2 separate regions of the Pan troglodytes genome follow, and region 2 is linked to region 1. Evidence: chromatin contacts called from public capture Hi-C data. All regions are on one chromosome and are shown on one strand. Each heading gives the region's core, a stretch centred on a gene start, on an enhancer-like site or on the middle of the called end of the contact. The rest is flanking DNA. Distances are from core to core; before and after follow the strand shown.

Evidence for each region. Capture Hi-C pulls out chosen DNA fragments and counts their contacts.
Region 2: a contact with region 1 is called in a capture Hi-C map of stem cell-derived neural stem cells, with 6 times the contacts expected there. The contact joins two enhancer-like sites. A contact is called at or near these places in 2 of 7 Hi-C or Micro-C datasets (blood and stem cell-derived neural progenitor cells) and 1 of 1 other capture datasets (stem cell-derived neural stem cells).

The regions. Positions count from the first base shown.
Region 1 is chr13:140,540,241-140,544,422 of NHGRI_mPanTro3-v2.0_pri, reverse strand. All of the region lies in intron 15 of TRAF3IP1 (TRAF3 interacting protein 1), which reads right to left. Among named protein-coding and RNA genes, the nearest start is that of TRAF3IP1, 47 kb to the right of the region's middle. Within about 2 kb of position 1,847, at least 2 of the 24 cell types and tissues checked have an H3K27ac peak or open chromatin away from gene starts, as enhancers often do. A contact at or near this core is called in stem cell-derived neural stem cells, where this site is marked.
Region 2 is chr13:140,958,530-140,962,711 of NHGRI_mPanTro3-v2.0_pri, reverse strand. No RefSeq gene overlaps it. Among named protein-coding and RNA genes, the nearest start is that of TWIST2, 69 kb to the left of the region's middle. Within about 2 kb of position 1,976, at least 1 of the 24 cell types and tissues checked has an H3K27ac peak or open chromatin away from gene starts, as enhancers often do. A contact at or near this core is called in stem cell-derived neural stem cells, where this site is marked.

The DNA of each region.
Region 1 (4,182 bases), core at 598-3,097:
ATCTGAAACCTTGAACCACTCAGCAGGACGCAGCAAAGGCAGCACAGCCTCGTTTCTGGAAGGTTTTGGCCCAGGATGCAAAGTCTGACTCTCATCACAAGGAAACACCACACAAACCCAAACCGGGGGCCAGTCAGGAAAATAGCTGTACTGTTCAAAACTGTCAAGGCCAAATCAAGGGAAGAGCACAGACTGTTTGAGACTGAAAGAAACTTACAAAACACCTAACTCATTCTGGACTGGATGCTTCTGCAACAAAAAGCAGCAGAGCCAGAAAGCTCCCGCATGGAAGACAGTGGAACGCGCTCCACTTTTAATATCACTACCATTAATCTCTGAAGGCTCTGAAGTTCCCAAAAGTGTCTTTCACAAGTGAATGCTTTGCCTGCTTCTAAACCCGCTTTTCTTAGAAAGCTAATTTCAAAATTGTTAAAAATATATATTTACTTTAATTGCTTGGTTATTACTATTAAAATAACAGCATTATTTTCTATCATTTTTTACTGTAAATGAACTCTACTTGTACAAAGTACTTTTATTGTAGTACAATAAAAGCTTTGTTAAGCTACCTAGAAACCTAGTCAGAACCCAAAATACTAATATACAGAAATTACTCCCAAGTTTTAAAAACTAACATGGTGCATCATGTAAGAGTATAGACACAGTGTATTTTATTTACAAAGTATTTATCAATGGCCAGGCGCAGTGGCTCACGCTTGTAATCCCAGCACTTTGGGAGGCCGAGGCGGGTGGATCGCCTGAGGTCAGGAGTTCAAGACCAACCTGGCCAACATGGTGAAACTCTGTCTCTACTAAAAATAAAAAAAAATTAGCTGGACATGGTGGCAGGCGCCTGTAATCTCAGCTACTAGGGAGGCTGAGGCAGGAAAATCACTTGAACCTGGGAGGCAGAGGGTGCAGTGAGCCGAGATCACGCCATTGCACTCCAGCCTGGGCAACAAGAGTGAAACTCCGTCTCAAAAAAAAATTATTAATAACAATATATAAAATAAATGTATTTCTACTTTATTTTCATTTTTTTTCTTTAAGGGATTTAAGAATATTCCTGAAAATATAAAACTTACATAGAGCAAAGCCTGGTATAATACAAGCCCTTCACTAAGTGAATGTCAGTCCTGCCCTCTGTGACAAGTATTATAAGTATTATCAAGAGGCTTTATTAGTCTAAAAGGGGTCACATCTGGGGATGGAGGAAGTCTACTGGCCAGAAGAAACCGTACGGAGATTTCAATCAGAAAAACCTTAATAACAGTCCAATATGAAAAATTATATATGCATCACTGCTATAAATAGGAAATCGAAGCATTTTAATGCCAAGAATCTTAGTTTTTCTTTACTCTAAAATATCCCCTATAATCCATACCCTGGAGAAAAGTAATAAAGTTGTGCCATTGCTTCGTCCATTTCAGCCCTCCTGAGCCTGCTTTACCCACATTAAATTAAAAACTCAATAAAACCTAATTCATTCAGCAAGTCCTGTTCCTCTAGTGATAGCTCTTCACTGGAAGCTGCTTTTCAGGTCAGAAACAGACAGCAAGGAATAATAGATGGGAACTAGAAAAATACATGTGTGTCTCACAACAGTAAGCACAAGTGAATATGTTTTGGAAAGGACAAAAATACTAACTAACACTTTTTAAAAACAAAAATTTCCCTTTTTTTTCAAAGGGAAGCTGAATAAATATGGAATTTAAGGATTAAAATAATTCTCAAAATAAGTTGCTCCAAAAAAAGCAGCTCAACGCGCCCACCCCGCACTGAGACAGGGAGGCACACACTCCGGGCCTGGGGCATGCTGGAGCTGCGGTGCTGCTCCCTCCTGTGGTCAGAACCTGTACTTTGGGGCTAGATAAGAGTTTGGATCCAGGCTCTGGAGTGCAAGGCCTTGGGCAAGGGACTCAGGCTCTCCTAAGCCTCAATTTCCTCAGCAGTGAGTTGTGGTGCAGGTGCAGGAGGCCATGCGTGGGAAGCCCTGCACAGAGAGGGCTCGGTGGCCCAGGCTCTCGGTCCCACCGCGGTCTCTCCCGTGTCCCACAGTCTCTCTGAGAAAGCTCAGTCCCACGAGGAGCAAGAGCTGTCACAGCCACCACCACATGCTAAGGGGACCCCAGCCCATGCCAAGCGTGCACCAAAGGCCCAAGCCCACTCGCTCAGCTAGGTCGTTTCTAAACCATTCCTTTCAAGGCCTAATGACTAACAGATTTTAACAATTTCATGATGTCTCACTGGGTAGCTTCTAAAGTCTTCACACCTCTTCAAACTAGTGAGATCCACATCTTCAGTCTTCTGTTGCAGGGCGCTGAGGCTTCTGGAACTTGTGCCACATCCCCTTTGATTTCTCTACTTACTGCTCTCCAGATACCTCCTACACTTCTCTCCACTGAGCTGGGGCATTGTTTAGTAGTCAATGTGACTAAATTCTATTTAATTCTAATCCTTATCCACTAATTTTCTTTTCTTTTTTTTTTTTTTTTTTTGAGACAGAGTCTTGCTTTGTCACCCAGGCTGGAGTGCAGTGGTGCGATCTCGGCTCACTGTAACTTCTGCCTCCCAGGTTCAAGCGATTCTCCTGCCTCAGCCTCCTGAGTAGCTGGGATTACAGGCACGTGCCACCACGCCTGGCTAATTTTTGTGTATATTTAGTAGAGACGGGGTTTCACCTTGTTAGCCAGGATGGTCTCGATCTCCTGACCTCGTGATCTGCCCGCCTCGGCCTCCCAAAGGGCTGGGATTACAGGTGTGAGCCACCGCACCCAGCCTCCACTAATTTTCATCCTGGGGCTAACACAACATCATTCCCTCATATATCCATTAATGTGTCACAGTGAGTGTATTTAAACACCAGGGTCTACACTACTTAGAAACTGAATTGACATCCAAGGCAGGCTGTCAAAACCAATCAAAATAAAGATTTTTTTTATGCAAAGCACAGAAAAGGGTACTGGCAAAATTAAGACCAGAAATAACCTATCAGGCCACAACTGACTAAAATCTAAAAAACCGAGGACATAATATGAATTTCAGTGACATTTTCAGTAAAAATAAAATCTTTATTGATTATATTATCATTCGCTGAGTAATCATGAACCAGAAGATAATGGGCATATCAATTTGGAAATGTTTGTGACAATACAGCCAAACACATTTTTATAATACAGTTTTCTTAAGTCATTTATATGTGTATCTATTTTTTTTTTCAGTTAAAGAACTCATATTTTATCCTTATCATGAACTTTATTTGTCTATAGAGAAAAGGCCTATCTCCTCCTAATTATCTTTATAAAGTTCATATACATGTAATATTTTAATGGCTTCCAAACCATTTTTGTGGTCTATAATACACCCATGGCATATGTTTATAAATATTTTAAATGATATAGCTGGTGCCTGATTTTTCTTTTTTTTGAGACGGAGTCTTGCTTTGTCGCCCAGGCTGGAGTGCAGTGGCGCGATCTCTGCTCACTGCAAGCTCCGCCTCCCAGGTTCACGCCATTCTCCTGCCTCAGCCTCCCGAGTAGCTGGGACTACAGGCGCCTGCCACCACTTTGTATTTCTGGTAGAGATGGGATTTCACCATATTAGCCAGGATGGTCTCGATCTCGTGACCTTGTGATCTGCCCGCCTCGGCCTCCCAAAGTGCTAGGATTACAGGCGTGAGCCACTGCGCCCAGCCGGTGTCTGATTTTTTATAAGATAATAGGGTGGTAACAAATTTTATATCCAAAACTTAAAATCTCCAGCCTGCATATTGTAAGATACTGCATTCAGAGATTTTACTTGGGAACATAAAACTATCACCTTATTTCTTTAAAAACAAAAACAAAACCTCTAAGAAACAAACAAAAAACCCCACCATATAACCCTTCATGATTAGAATCAATTTCAGTAGTTCCCAATTTAACTATTAAAGTCTTACCAATAGAGTATGTCTCTTTTTATTTTTATTTATTTATTTTTATTTTTATTTTATTTTTTTGAGACAGGTCTCACACTATCACCCAGTCTGGAGTGCAGTGGCGCGAGCTTGGCTCACTGCAGCCTCAAACTTGTGGGCTCAAGCCATCCTTCTGCCTCAGCCTCCCGAGTGGCTGGAAACACAGGTATGCACCACCACGTCTGATTGTTTTTAATTTTTGTAGAGATGGTGTCTCGCTATGTTGC
Region 2 (4,182 bases), core at 727-3,226, 420 kb before region 1:
GGAAAAAGATACACCATGCTAAGACTAATCAACCATAAATCTGGAGCGTTTACTCATCAAAGTGGACTTCAAAGCAAAGAATATCACCAGGGATAAAGAAATGAATGATCATTTCATATGATAAAGGGATCAATTCATCAAGAGGACATAACAATCCTAAATGTTCATTTATCTTATTACAGAGCTTCAAAATACACGAAGCGAAATCTGATAGAACCACAACAAGAACTAGACAAATCCATAATCGTCAACAGAGATTCCAATATCATCAATAATTGATAGAACATATGGACAGAAAATCAATAATGATATAGAAGAGTTGAACAGCACCTGCTGCCAGGTCTGTCCACCCAGATCACGGAACCAGCTCCGCCTGGCTTGACGCACAGCCACAAAAGACCTGTCGCCGTGACCGCCTGCAACTGGTTTCCATCATCCCCCAGCACATGAGGTGTATTTCCACTTCTTTCTTCTTGTATAGGACATTCCTGCCTACAGCAGCCTCCTGACTAGTCTCCAGATTTCCAGGAATTCAAAGACCAAGTTTGTTCTCCCAACCCTTAGTGGGCAATTAGTCTTCATTTTCAGATGTGCGACTGAGGTTCGGGAGCTGACTCGGGCCACACAGCTGCATAGCTGGGGCCAGCGTCCAAGCTCAGGGGCCTCTGCCTGTGTCTTGTACCCTAAGTCCTGGTGTCCCTGCTGTCCCTGGGTGCAGCTGTTGAGTTCCTTGGGAAAGGGTAGGACCGATATTCAGGCCCCACAACCGTGGGGCTTATACCCCTTTGGGAAGGGCATTGTACCTCTTGGGGAAGGGCATTATCTCCCCACCTGCCTGACCTCTGGCCCTTCATGGCACCATGGCAGGTGCCACATCAGTGTTTGCAAATGAGTGAGGCTTTGGCTCTGAGCTGGTCTTGGGCTCAATGTAAAACTAGAACTCAGTTCTTTTCAGGGTCCTATGCCAGAACCATGACTATGCTGAGCCTGGACCCCTGGGTGGCCCAGTGGGGTACCCTGAAAAGCCTGCCCCAGCTTCCCAGCTGGAGAGGTGGGGCCCCTGGACCGAACAGGTGCTTCCTCTGCTCTCTGCTGTGAGACGTAACAGCGCATGGGGCCAGGGTGGTGGGCGCATATCTCTGGACCCATCTGAGGCATGTGAAGATTTCCTCAGAGTGCAGAAAGTGTAGACGGTCCCAGGCACAGCCATGAGGGTGGAGAATTGCCAGCTCAGCCATACTCCGTCTTCTGAGGAGCCCCCTCCCATGGGTTTGTGCCAATCTGCAGCTCCCTCCCCTCACATGGAAGCTTCCAGAGCTCCTCGCTCTGCTCCATTTAGCAAAACCACCCATCAGTTCTCAAACAGAGCTGCCCCATGTGGTCCCTGCACAGTGGAGGACTCAGTCTTCCTCCCTGGGCAGCCTCGTGGTGAGGCTGGGGCCACTGCTTCAATGTCCCCCAAGGGCCGGCTGTGTGGGCCCAGGGAAGGTGGAGCGACTCGGGCTCATTTGTCCTGGCAGGAAACCACATTGGCCGGAAACACAGGCGTGTTCTTCATCAGCCATGCGGGGCCTCGAGGGCCTGGCGGGATCTTACGTGCGCTTTTCCGCGTTCCCACCTGCTCTCTTCTGCACAAAGTCGCTGGTGAGATGAACCCTTTCCTAAAAGAAAGCAATCTGCTGACATGTAACTGCAAAAAGAGGAAACACTCCCACTGCCTGAGAGAGAAAAGGGCAGACAGATTATGTCTCTGGAATGTTCCACGCTACCTAAAGGAAGGTTCAGGCTTCAACTGGCCCTGGCCACCCTTCAGCCAGGAGTGGCAGACCAGGCTCTGGAGTTGGGCAGGCCCATTTGCCTGGCAAAGGGAAACTGGGCCCTGGAGACCTGTCCTCAGAGGGACAGTGGGGGTCTGCCCCAGAGACTGTGGGGTGACCACACCCCAAGACCACCTCGGAGCTGGTGAGCAGGAAGTCAGGCCTCACGTCCAGGGCTTCTGGGTCTCTGGGCCTCCCAGTCTCTGGGCCTCCGGATATTCAGGGGTTCCCGCGCAAGCCTGCCCCTGACTTAGTGCTGGGAGCCCAGAGACACAGGCACAGAACCCAGGCCTGCTGGCCTCAGGAATTTGACCACGCTCTGGGATCATGAGCCTCACGGGAGAACAAAGACATGGAGGAGCTTTCCATAGCCTTCGGGGAGCTTCAAGGCACTTCCATGCTGAGTGACGTCTCTCACAAACGTCCCTCCCCTTTCTATGCTGAGTGACGTCTGACAAACGTCCTTCCCCTTTCCATGCTGAGTGACTTCTCTGACAAACGTCCTTCCCCTTTCTATGCTGAGTGACGTCTCTGACAAACGTCCTTCCAGTTTCCATGCTGAGTGACTTCTCTGACAAACGTCCTTCCTCTTTCTATGCTGGGATTTTTCCTCTTAGCACCTGAACCTACCCAGGTTTACAGGAATTGGGAACAAAGTTGGGAACGGACTCCAGCCTCCAGGTGAGGAGAAGCAGGCTGCAGGTGTGGCTCTCTGGGCAGCTGCAGAGAGGTGTGCACCTTGGAGAAAGGCTCGTTTGTATTGAGAGGTGTTCCATGACTTTTAACAGTGACTTGAGTCAGCCGACATCTCCCCTTCCCCACTGCATCCGGGCCCCCCTACCTGCTGTCTGTCCCCACCGCACCCAGGCTCCCCGCCCTGCTCTCTGGCCACTCCCCTTCTCATGAGCAGCTACCTTCCTCAGGGCTTACTCGACAGGCCCCAGGTAACTCCGGGTTGCCCAGCTTGTCACCTGCTGCATCCCTCTGTTGCTTTGGCATTTCCACTTGCATTGCCTCTCGCTCTCGATGTGCCTGTGACTGCACCACTCCAGGTCCACACGCCATCCAGCTGCTCAGAACAGGAACTGGGAAGGCAGCCGAGTTATCCTTCCTTCTCATGCCTACCTCCAGCCGGTGCCCAGTCCTGCCCATTTCCCCTCCAGATATCTCGAGTCCCACTGCTTCTCTCCACACCAAGCACACTTGCTCCCATCCAGCCTGTCCAATCTGGCCTCTGGGGGGCAACTAAACTGCTGCTGATCGTCCTGCTACAGAGCTTGCTCCACACCCATTGCAACGGGGGTGACCCCCAAAACTCAACCAGGATTGCGCCACTCCTGTGTTCAAGACCCTCCACCGGTGTCCCACCATGCTGTGAGTATAGCTGCATTCTTTTCCTCCAACGGGAGTTCGTAAAACCCAGCTCCCGCTCACTCCATCCCCTCTCTCTGGACTCCAGCCCTGACTCAGGGCCTGGCTCTCCCTGGGCCACGCTGCCACCTCCCACCCTGGGGGGTCTCTGCTGCGAGTTACCCTGCAGACGCCGCCCCACAACCACCTGTCTCAGGAAGATCTCCCACCCAGTGTTCCAGGTCCCAAGGCCTCGGTGCCTCACAACTTATTCCGACTGGTTACTTATTAACCTGCCTACAGTCTCTTTTCACAAGGCATGGACTCCACAAGGCTAGGGCTGTTCTGTTTCCTCTGTCCCAGCACTGACATCGTGCCCTGCCTGCCCTCAGCCCTAACGAAGACTTAAAAGGAATGAATTCTTGAAACAGCCTGGAGATGTCCGGTACCCTGCTATTTGGCTCATGTTTGTTCAAATCTCTTCCCATATTTTTCTGCCCATTGGAATCCTTCTCATGGATTGCCTCCTCCAGGAAGTCTTCCAGGACGTGCCCTGGTCCTCTTTTGCTCTCTCAGTCACTTTCCCTGCTCTTCTGTTGAGCCCTGGAACAGGAACTCATGGCTTTCCAGCTCCTACTGGAGATGCAGCACCTTGAGATGGGGAATCCAATGTCTGCTTCTCAGACCCTGGTGGCCAGAGGGGACCATGGCAGAGGTCCCTGCGGGCCTTTGGTGGGCTGTGGCCGATTTGGTTGTTGAGTGGTCAAATTGTCTTGAGGAAAAAGGGCAACACTAGCTTTCTTGAGAGCCGATGGAGTGTGTGCAGTCCACACCTTGTGGAAACACACTCCAAGGGGCCCAGGCATGAAAGATCCATGACACAGAGTCAGGGCCTCAGGAAGGCAGGTGATATGGTTTGGCTGTGTCCCCATTAAATCTCAACTTAAATTGTATCTCCCAGAATTCCCATGAGTTGTAGGAGGGACCCAGGGGGAGGTAATTGAATCATGAGGGC